Linked DNA regions of Rattus norvegicus: all the other regions are linked to region 3. Evidence: chromatin contacts called from public Hi-C data. All regions are on one chromosome and are shown on one strand. The core of a region is the stretch at or near the end of the contact, and the rest is flanking DNA. Distances in the headings are between cores, read along the strand shown. Region 1 has its middle 390 kb from the start of Lpin1. Region 2 has its middle 330 kb from the start of Trib2. Region 3 holds the start of Trib2 (tribbles pseudokinase 2).

Region 1 (3,805 bases), core at 13-2,512, 420 kb after region 3:
CCTCGGTTGACTTTCTATTATACTCCAGGGCCTGCTTTGAGATTATTTGAACTGGATATTCAAGCAAGCCTATTAGGCTCCACAGACCCATTAACAGAAGACCTGTGAAAACGAAGGACACCAAACAAAAAGTGACTGTCTCAGGGCAGTCTGTTCTGCTGGACTTGTTCACATATCTAAACTCTGGTGAATATGGTCTTCAAATGGACACCTTGGTAGAAATGGACTCATTACAAAAAAGATCAAAGGACAAAGGACTTTGCCATGACAATGTGACCTTGGCTTATCCATAGTTCAACTGTGGCAATTGTAGCAAAAGATAATTTTTTTTAACAAAAAGAAAAAAATTTTGAGGTAAGAAACTCATTATACAAGATACAATCCTTTTGGAAAGGAAAGTATTATTTAACACATTTCCCCATGTGACACGGCTCCAGATTGTAAAATGACTTTTCTATGTTGGAGTTCACTCAAATTCCATCTTGGGTACAATGTGCTTTACAGATCTGATGCTAAAAATACTCCTTTGTGTTTGGAGCTTTTAACTAGTCTACTAAGTAGGGGTGGGGAGTGGTGAAAGTCTCTTCATCTACTTCTTCTAGGTAAGTAGCTACAAGACGACCAGTGATCTTTTCTGCTGTATTAGAGACAGAACTTCTTGACAAACCAGGGCAATTGCTGGAGCATGATCCTGCCTAGAGGCCACCTTCAATGAAGCCATACTTTGCCCTCATTGATTAAGCCTAAACGACTTCACTTCTAAGAAAGCATTTCTCCACTCTAGAAGATTCCAGTGAGTTGATGTACCCATACGTATGTTCCTGAATCTATCAGCAAATTACAGAAAACTACACTAGAATCAAGGGATTACCATAATCCTGTCCATCAGCCTTTTCATGGAGCAAAATGATTTTAAGGATTTGGGAAACAATGATTGTTGGGAGGTCTTTTCTTTTCTCAGGATCTTATTTCACAGTGACTTAAATACAAGGTCTTGTGACACTTTGGATACTATCTAGTCATGAAGTAGGAGTAGACATGATATGTATCCCATTTCTAACAGGGCTCATTAAATCCCTCTCCTGGGAACCCTTCTCTACCCCATCCATCTTCCTCTTCTCTCATCTCATTCTCTCTACTGCTCAGTGTATGATCTCAGGTCCCAGTGCCTTTTGCCCTTTGCCATTGTGGAATGGGAGACACAGAGACGTTCACAATGCTAAACGTTAGATAGTGAGGGCTATTTTTTACAGCAGTTAGCCTGCTGTGACTAATGTGCCAAGAATTGCTGCCTCCAGTTCATGTAAACATAGGACTTTTCTACTACGTAAGCAGTTGGCATAAACCATTTGATGATGTGGGCAGAAAGAAGGGCATTTCCCCCTCACACTTTCAGGAATGAAGTTGTTGGAAAGGAGAAGAAAACAGAATTATTTTTTGCCTTTTTACTAGTGAATTCACTTGGAGATGAAACCAATCTATGTTTTAATACTTTGTAACAGTAAAATCTTTTTTTCAGACTAGAATCAACTGGACATGTGGAGGGGATGTGCAGTGAGAACTGTTGATACTAATGTCCATCAGACTGTCTCAAGGTGGGACTTCTTGATGGTACGTATCCATGGACCTAGAGCAGCTTTTATTGAGAGCACTCATCATGATTTAATAACCCCAACATTTTAAGCACTCATTTCATACATGAGCTCCGCTCTCATGATCTATTCCATTCCAAACCCCACACCTCCGAATATTATCACATTGGATTCCACACAAGTCAGGGTGGGAGACATCCACATTAAGTTTAGAGAATTTATTGCTTAATACAGGGAGTAATGTCAGTGGATAAAAGTTCAGAGTCACAATGATATTAGATCAGGGATCAGCTGGGACAGAGATCACAAGCCAGATAGGACATTTTCAAAAGAAAAGTTGTCAAAGAAAAAAACCAAAAATGATAATGATAGATATGCAGATATGTACAAGTTATTTTGCCACACATATTAAGTCAAGCAGAAATACCAATAGCTAACAAACAGCTCTTGTAGTTATGGTTAAATGAGGTCATGACCTTAAGAACAAGGTTTAAAGAGTATGATTCTCTAAGTCTTCAATATCTACAGAGGGCAGAATCCACATATGGCACGTACCCTTACATAAGTCTATATAGTATTTGCATAGGACTCACATACACCCGCCAATAAACCTTAAGTCATGTCACGATACCCGTGATCTCAATGCAGTGTAAATGCAGGTCATGTATATGCTATAATGTTTGGGGAATGATAACTAAGAACATATCTATATGTGTGTGCTATGATTGTGTTTTCTTTTCCAGATAGTGTCCATGTGTAGCTGATTGAATCTGTCAACAGAGATCCCATGGATATGGAGACTGACTATGCGTAGAGGAGAGGCAGCGTGAACTCTGATTACTTGCAATACAAATATCCTGATTATGAGGATTAAAAGGCAAAGGCATAGCAGAATTTTCTAGACCTGTACAACCAGCAGCACTCTGACATTTAGTTTTGGGAACATAGAAGAACATAAAATGTGTTTTCTAAGTGTGACTTGGGTTCCTCACAGCCCCACCTGGTCCCCATCCCGCTTCTGTTTTGCCTCAAACACAGCAAAGGCTTTAGCCACAGAGCTGTGACCTCCAACAGACGTCTCTTCAGTTCCTTCCCTGAGCTTTAGACCAGGTGAAGTTCATCCATTTAAGAAGTGTGTCAAGAAGAAACTAACACACACAGAGGGTGAACCTCAAGTCCAGAAAATCTTCACTAGCAAAAGACAAAGACTCAAACTAGCACATTGGTCATTATCAAAAGGAAATTCTTAGAAAATACCACTCACTTAACAAAATAGACATTGGGAAAACCTTCAAACTGTCCATTAATTATCAGGGGTAAATGCATCATGGGTGTTGAGTGTGCTAGCCAGATGCCCCCTTTGGTACACTATTCTAGCATCTTTACAGCTCAAGTGAGACCCCACTTTTCACTTTCTTTCTTAATTGCTTCTTAGAATCTAGCCATAGTTTCTGAGCAGGATGTTTTGGCTCCAACAGTTTCAACTCTGAATGCGTTTTGACCTGCTGTGCTTGTTAAGAGCCGGCAGTCATCACGCCAGATGGCCTTGACTAATCTTATGTTGTTCCAAACATACCTATTTATAACTCCTGTGGAATCTTGGAATTAGTCCTTGTGTGAAAGATCAACCAAAAGTAATTGAATAAAAAAAAACTTGTCAAAGCTGCAGGTTATTAATGCAAATGGCACGTAAAGTGGGATTTCCTACAAGCTGGAAATCAATTAGTGAAATCCAGAGACTGTCCGGGAAGACTGGAGGGCAGGCAGCATCTCCTAAAGAGAGAGACCGGTGCAGGGATGAGCGAGCTGCCTGCGACATAAAGAAGGCGTCCTGATGCAAAGAGTTTTGACAACACTGCAATCCCAAATTACTCTCTACCGTTTTTCATAGAGCAACTGTGACAGGAATATAAATTATCAGTCTTTCATTCTGTATATAATAACATTAGCAGCAATAAATAAATAAATAAATAAGTAAGTAAATAAATGTGAAAATGTCATGAAAAAATGCAAATGATAATAATATTCATGAGTCATTTCAACAAAAAGAATAAAATGCTGGCAGAGTTCAGCCTTAGTTACCAGAAATACTGAACTTAATAGAAATATCAGCCCACACATAAAAAGGCATGTAGCAAAAGTTGTAACCCAGATGGACTTTTCAGAAACCAAAGCAATCAATAAATAAAATATTTATTGCGAAAACTTACAAG
Region 2 (3,587 bases), core at 499-2,998, 330 kb after region 3:
CCTATACCCCATATCCTTCTCATCTGATTGCTGCCCTAGGCAGAGTCCTCTACAAGTGGCAGGGAAAGAATGTGTACACTCACTGTTAGAGAACAGCGGTATCTAACAGCCGTGCCTGTCTTCATAGTGACTGGTGTGTTCAGGGGGAACCTTGGGGGAATCACCACTCTGAGCTCCAGAGGCTACACATGGAATCTGCGTCCTCTTAGCAACAATGAAATAAAGCTGCAAATTGCCCCAGACCCAGATCACAATCTGTATATCCAGGGAGTAAAGAGCTGGCAACATCTACACGCAGCACCTGGCCCTGCTGGTTTTCAGACTTAAAAGATAGGGATGCTTTTGATTCTCGCTGTTGAGTTATGAAGGGAAATGTTCGTTTCCTATCAGGCCCACTCAGCTAGAATACTTTTTACGTGTCCCTCTTCTTTTCAAGTTCTCTTTCATCTCCCAAAATAGCCACATCAATGATGAATTTGTCCCGAGTGTTTTCTGCAATAAGTTTACATCTCATTGGGTTCTCATTACCTGAGCAGAAGCTGACTCATATGGGGGTCACATGTCACTGTTCCAGGCTTCATCTCTAGGCACAGTGCTCCTACTTCCTTGCATCCAAGCCACTCCTCTCCTGCTCCTCTGACCCCACAGCTGTCTGTTCCTTCATGACTACAGAACCATGGCCAGCATTATGCTCAATGATGCTAATCTTCCTGGTCAGACATATGGAAAGGAGGAAGACGCTGCCTTAGCTCAGAGTCAGCTACCTTTGTGTCTTGAATTTAGGAGACAGAAACAATTTGCTTGCCAGTCCCCATAATCCTTACTGGAAAGAAAGCATTTTAACAGCTGGTTCCTGAGTTATGCACAAGACCCAGGAGTTGTCCTAAGATGTCACTAAAGGCATAATGCTAGTAGACAGCATGTCACCACACAAGATTGCTGGGGGCTGGCAGAGATGGGACAAGATGATCATTTCACCAAATTTTATGACCAAGTAGAACTCCCATCCAATCTAAGTAATAGGGTGGCCTGAGGTCCTGGAATCAGGACACAACCTTTGCTCACATCTGGACTCCATCATTTCTTTGCTCCATACTTGGCCAGGGGTTTCACCTTTGTTCAGCCTCAGTTTTTTTTTTTCACTTAGAAAATGGGCATGATATTGAGCATACTAAATTACTGTCCCGAGTAAATGACATCATACACATAAAGAATGTCGCCCGAATTCTGCTCAATAAGGCTTAATTAAATGGTGCTGTGAACAGAGCTGGGAAAGGATTGAGGAGAGAATGAATGGCCCCCAAGCATGCCTGTAGCAGATGCTGCCAGAAGTTAGAAATGGACTCGCCTTAAGAACTTCGGAATCAAACTTTTAGTATCTAGGATGATGAAGCAATTCAATGCTTGAGTTCCTTTGTGCCTGAGGAGGAAGAGAACAATAAAACTCGAGATGATGAGAGAATTAATGATAAGTCCTGAAGGAATAAGACTGACTGGTTCATGGTGGAGTGTGCAGTGCATTCTGGGAACTGAGATTCCTTTTGCTGGGGTTTTAAAGACGTATGACTATAAATGAGCTGGTGATGGAACAGCCCAGCTAAGATACTTAGCAAAATGGCTTAGCAATGCGCCTTGATATTAAGCTTGGAAGAAAGCCCGTGGAATCTGAGGAAGACATTAGCTGGGAAACAGGGCCTGGATTCTAAATCACTGCACTATCTTAAAATAGCCCTTTCCTCAAGGGTTTCATTTGCCTGCTTTTCAAATGGCAGGGTTGAGACCTGTGTCCTTAAAGTCCCTTCCAGTATGACATATTACAGGCCTTTCTGCATCATCTCCCCGAGCCAAACATGCCGGAACTCTCCTGATTATTACCATCCCTACAGGCATCCCTTAAAGAAGGAAACACATTGCAAAGGACACAGGGAATAATCTAGCAAGGGTGTTGGGCTGACTTAGAGAGGAAAGCTGAAGATATGAGGAAGAAAGGCCACAGCTCATAGGGTTGGGCAAAAGCAACAGGACATATGCTGAGCAATGGTTAGGTGCGAGGAAACCTTTAGAAGGCAGTCTCCAAGGCTCTATGTAGAGGAGTCTGCATTTCTGGAATATACCCAGTCTCTCAAGTCTGAGGGCCCGAAGGGCTTTTAAGTTCTAAATACATTTGACAAAAAGCCTTTGCAGAATAAAAGTCTGGGCAATTTTACATCAGGAGTTGAATTTCTTGCAAACATATTTTTTCATTCGGTAATCACCTAGCATCTGCTAGGTGCTAGGCTTCAGTTCTGAAACAAAATAAGAGGAGGCCACCCTGAAACAGACTGTTCACAGTCCAGATGGGCTTCCAGCACAGTCATCTGTACAGAGGGCATCCTATTGTCTCCTATTTTTCAACATTTCCTGTGAAGAGATTGTATTAAATACAGCACTGAACTTAAACTTAATTCCTTTCTCCATGATGACATCCTCTTTCACTGTGTTTTGAACGTTTATTTTTATTTTTAATTATCTGTGTTTGTGCATGTGCATACAAGCACATGTGATTGTGTGTCTATATGTGAGCATATGCATGTGTCTGTATACTCAAAGAGGCCAGAGGCACCAGATGCCCCAAGTGCTGGAATACACGGTACTGTAAACTGAATGTGTGATTGCTGAAATTAAACTATCATCATACACATGATCAGGGCAAACTCGTCATCACTGAGCCAGCTCTCTAGCCCTGTTTTGTTTTGTTGAGACAATATGACCCAGGTTGGCTTCAAACTCACAATGCATCTTCCTCAGCCACCCTAGCACTGAGATTAAAGGTACCTGATGCTACCTCCATTGACCCCAGAGCAGAATGGATGTTTCCCACCTTCTGCTGCAGGATAAAGTTGAGTGAGGAGCTCTTAAGTGATAACTTAATAACTCCAGGACACAAGCTGTGTCCTGCCTATCAACAGCATTGATTACCCTGGATAAAATATAAATTATGATCCAATAAACATTTGCTGAAGAAATGAATTACCTTTCACCATATATTAGACACTGTAGCAGAAATAAGTGGGAGAGGTGTTTTTAAAACAATGTGGTCTCAAAAGTTATCGTTTAGATTGGGAAAATAAAGTGGATCAAGCAGACAAACGCAAGCTACATATATATTGCACAGAGTAAGTCAGGTCATCTAAAGATGCCTAGGTGTAGGGGCTGGGGATTTAGCTCAGTGGTAGAGCGCTTACCTAGGAAGCGCAAGGCCCTGGGTTCGGTCCCCAGCTCCGAAAAAAAGAACCAAAAAAAAAAAAAGATGCCTAGGTGTGGAGCAGGGGGCTGAGGAAGAAAGGAAAGGTGACCTAATTGGATCTGATGGGTCCACTGTGGGAAAGCTTGGGGAATTGGAATAGAATATCTGCCTTCAGATGGTTTATCATGACATGAGACAAAGAAGACACCTTAGAAGAAGAAGCCATATTGGATGACTGGCCAATGCCATGAGAATTTCAAGATGTATGCTACTGGTGCAGGGGAACCATGAGCTATTATTCTAAAGAAGACTGCCTATCTAAAGGGTTGAGAGTAAAATGTTACAGATGTAGATAGTGGAT
Region 3 (3,787 bases), core at 807-3,306:
ACCGAAGGAGCGGCGTCTGAAAACCAACCGGGGATTCCCTAGTCCTTACATGAAGGGGAGGGGGATCGACCTGGGGAGAGAAATGCCCCGGCAAAGGGAATCAGCCCCACGCACCCGAGCTCTACGAGCCTCCCAGGGCACGCATGTCCGTGCCCCGGTTCAGATTCGCCGCCCTCCCTCCCCGGATCTCCCCAAAACGCCCCCGCTGCAGCCCGCCCCATTGTCTGAAACGGTCTGAAAACTTCGCAACTAGTCGAACGTGGACAGACACACAAATAAACCCGTTTAACGAGGCCACGCATAATGATCCCAGCAATCTTTCAGTCCTGGACTTGAGAGCTTTGAGACCTCCCGCACAGGCAAAGTCCCCAGGATATTTTTTTTTTAATTTAAGCAAAAGACAAAACGCAAAAGCAAAGATGGGCTGGTTACCTTGCACACCAGCTCCTCTCCGCTGTGCAGATGCACAGCGCGGAAAACGTGGTCTCCCTCCAGAGGCTCCAACAGTAAGTATTTCCCGATGCAGGAAACGCAATGCGACAAGTTCGGAGTCTCGGGCGGGCTCGGAGAGCCAAGGTTCGGGCTGAAACTCTGGCTGGGCTCAGCGGACCTTATAGACGACAGCTCTTCGAAATCCTGGGTTTTGTTCCGCGATCTCCCATATCTCGCTATTGTGATAGGGGTAGACCTGTGTATGTTCATGAGTGTGGGGATCGCACACGACAAAACAAACAAACCAAAAAGAAAAACCCCACTGGAGAGATGGATGAGCCGCGGGTGCAGGCGCCTCTGTGCCACAGACTTAAAAGGATCAAGAAGGGAGGGGACCCGTCTGGGGCTCCGTAGAGGAGAGTTAAGAACTAGCCCCCAGATGGGCGCCGCAGGGCTGGTCCCCGGCTGCGAGCCCCGCTCCCGGGGGTGCTCGCTCGGCCGACAACTCGGGTCCTTTTGTTACCCAGAAGCCGCCAGCGCAGTGCAGAACCGCACTCTGGAGTCAGTGGGTCTCTGTTCGCCGCGTGGATCTGGACGAGTGAGCGTGCCTCTGGGGTGCGGAGCTGCAGCGCCGGGATCCTGAGCGATCCCCAGCTGAGGATCCGCAGACCGGGCGGAGGAGCCCTGCCTGGAGTTTGTGCAGTCTTCAGGGAGCGTGCGGCGCCGGCTCGCCCTCCACGCGTTAGAAACCAAACAAAAAGAAAAAGGAAATAAGCACGGGTCTACCGGCTCACGCCGCGCGGCAGCCAGAATCCGCGCTGCACCCCCCCTTTTTGGTAGAAAGGGTGGGGGGCGTGGAAGGGGGTGCTAGAGAGGGCAGTTACCTAAGTCTTAACTGTAGATGGCGTCTGAGGCTTTTCCAAAAAATCGCAGAGCTCTCCCTCTCGCTCTCAAAAAAAAAAAAAAAAAAAGGGACAGAAAAAAAAGCAAAATAGCAAAGGAGCATTTAACTTGGGGCGGTCAGCAGTGGCAACAAAAGATTGCAAAAGCTGAGTAGGGAGTGCGGAGTAGGGCAGGCACAGGTACCGCGACAAAGCCCAAAGCTGAGCCCGCGCGGTCAGCACTAGCTCTTGCTGTCGCCGCTCACGTCCCAGATCCTCCTCTGATGAAGCAAGAAGTGCGGGCGGTGACCTGGGGGGACCAGCGGCAGGAGATTTCCGGGGGTCCTGCAGGAGCTGGCCGCAGATGCTCCCCGGACTCTGTTAACCCGCGGCGTTCTTTTTCCGCTGCACAGCTGGGTCTTGAGGCTTGGAACAATTTGCAAACCACTCTTGTCTCCCGATGCCTTGCGACCAAATTGCACGGCGGGCTTGTTCTGGAGGAAAAATAAAAATCGACGGCTTGTCTTCTTTTCTTTTCTTTCTTGCCACCCAGAAGTAGGAGAGGACCGTGTATTTAAAAATTAAAGGGGATGGCCACGGTGCCCTAGGCCAATCCCGGCGCTCAGCACGCCCGCATCCCCGGGCGAGGCGGTATTAATAGTTACTTACGTGGCCGGGGATCTCGGAGCGAGCCCGGCTGTGTGTGCGCGTATGTGTGCGCGCGCGCCTCGCTCGCTCGCGCTCAGTCTCCCCATTCAAAGTCACCGACACATTTCCACTGAGCCCCCGCCCTCTTCGCCGGCCCCGCCCCACCCACGCCCCGGCCCCTGTCATTGAGCCGGGAGCCCATCAATCAGCCGCGCCGCTGCCAGTTCGCGCGCGGCTCCCCAGCGCCTGCCCGCGGCCAGGACTGCTGCCGCCACTCCTGCAGCGCCCCCGCGGGAGCCCTGGCCTCGCCCCTGGATGGCTCGGCCAGGCGCGAGGTAAACAGTGCTTTTATATCCTTCCGCAGTCCATGGGCTCTGGGCTTGCCTGGCCTGCTGCTCGCGCTGCAGAGCTAAGGATGCTGGGCTGTGTATCTACCACCATCGCCACGCAACACCGGCAGGCTCAGGTCAACTTTGGGACTTAGATCCTCTTCCATGGGATTTTCTGCAGAAAGCCTCGCAACTTCTGAGTATTGGGCCCTCCTCTGCTGCGATGTTAACCTGAGCAAGAGGCTCCCCTCGGTTTTTAAAGAACGAAGAATTTCTTGCAGCCCACAGTCTCTAGAATTAGTTTTACTCTCTCTCCAGTTGCTTCTCACTTCAACAGAAGTCCATTGTGGGCTTGTAATTAGTGTCACCACCCCTCCCCCACTTCACAGTTATAGGATTGGGGGTACTTTCAGCGTCTTTTGATTTAAGGACAGGGTCTTTTGGGGGGCTCAGGCACACACACCTCTTTGCACTCACACCTCTGCAAGTGATATTGGCTCCCAGGCAAAGAGCCAGGCTTCTCCAGTCCAGTCATCTCAGTATGTGGGCCAGGAACACATTCAATACTAAGTTCAACTGAAGGCTGCACTTTAACCCGGACTTATTCTTAGCTTCCTGGTAAGGTTCCTGACTATTGGTTTGAGCAGACCTGGGGAAAGTTCAGGCCACAGCTTCAGCCTCTTGCCTTTACCTCAGAGAAGCAATGTAGCAGGGAAAACAGAAAGAGAAGGAGAAGCAGCTATGGTCTGGGGCGAGGCTACTGCTTTCTACGAGGGAGGCCACTCTGCAACAGTTTTCCGCACTACCACTTTTGAACGAAAATAGAAAACTATTTATAATTATAGTTAACTGGGACAATAGTTGCTCTAATGATCAGGAGATCCCTGAGGGTTGTTTCAGAATGGTGAATGGACCTTGCTTGTCCAGCTGGCCACCCTAGAGAACAGATTTTAAGAAAAAACTAAGATGGCCCGTGTCTTCTCACAGATCTCACATCCTGCTCCCCACTCATCTGCCTTACACTCAGTCTCCGATCTCTAAACTGTCCCTTAGTAGGATAACAGTTTGAGGATGTCATGATGACCACAGACTAGTGTGCCATCATGTAGTCTCTGCCCAGTTCAAGAACGGCGCTAGATAGTCTCTACAGAGGACCCATGGAGAAATGTTCCCTGTGGCCTCTACTGGGTAACTATCACAAAACTTTCTTGTAAGAAAGCTTGAGAGACCTGTGTTCCAGCGTCAGTATCCAGTTTCAGAAGGAAACTGAGTTGGTAGGATTTTTGTTTTTATTTTCCCCTCCCTAGGTCTCATCTGTGAAATAACAGGCCCCTGCTTACCTCATGTGATCCCTAGAACTGCAATTGCAGTTCTGGGAGATTCATGAAGAAGTATGATAGTGTTTCTCACCCTGTGAGTTGTGATCCCTTTGGGGTGAAGAACCCTTTCACCGGGGTCGCATATCAGACATTTACATTATATTCATAAGAGAAGCAA

The links. A called contact is a pair of places that touch in the nucleus more often than the background predicts.
Region 1: a Hi-C map of the A7r5 cell line shows a contact between it and region 3, with 5 times the contacts expected there. The contact joins the enhancer-like site here to the promoter of Trib2 in region 3. A contact is called at or near these places in 5 of 12 Hi-C or Micro-C datasets (the A7r5 cell line, the Rat2 cell line, Schwann cells and 2 more) and 1 of 1 datasets of contacts at active chromatin or transcription factors (oligodendrocytes).
Region 2: a Hi-C map of psoas muscle shows a contact between it and region 3, with 3 times the contacts expected there. The contact joins the enhancer-like site here to the promoter of Trib2 in region 3. A contact is called at or near these places in 4 of 12 Hi-C or Micro-C datasets (the A7r5 cell line, the Rat2 cell line, prefrontal cortex and 1 more) and 1 of 1 datasets of contacts at active chromatin or transcription factors (oligodendrocytes).

The regions. Positions count from the first base shown.
Region 1 is chr6:44,715,324-44,719,128 of GRCr8, forward strand. No RefSeq gene overlaps it. Among named protein-coding and RNA genes, the nearest start is that of Lpin1, 390 kb to the right of the region's middle. Within about 2 kb of position 1,263, at least 5 of the 93 cell types and tissues checked have an H3K27ac peak or open chromatin away from gene starts, as enhancers often do. A contact at or near this core is called in the A7r5 cell line, where this site is marked.
Region 2 is chr6:44,628,718-44,632,304 of GRCr8, forward strand. No RefSeq gene overlaps it. Among named protein-coding and RNA genes, the nearest start is that of Trib2, 330 kb to the left of the region's middle. Within about 2 kb of position 1,749, at least 2 of the 93 cell types and tissues checked have an H3K27ac peak or open chromatin away from gene starts, as enhancers often do.
Region 3 is chr6:44,297,038-44,300,824 of GRCr8, forward strand. It overlaps Trib2 (tribbles pseudokinase 2), which reads right to left and starts at 2,057. Exons shown (of 3, transcript NM_001108015.3): 1 at 433-2,057. The coding sequence starts at 702.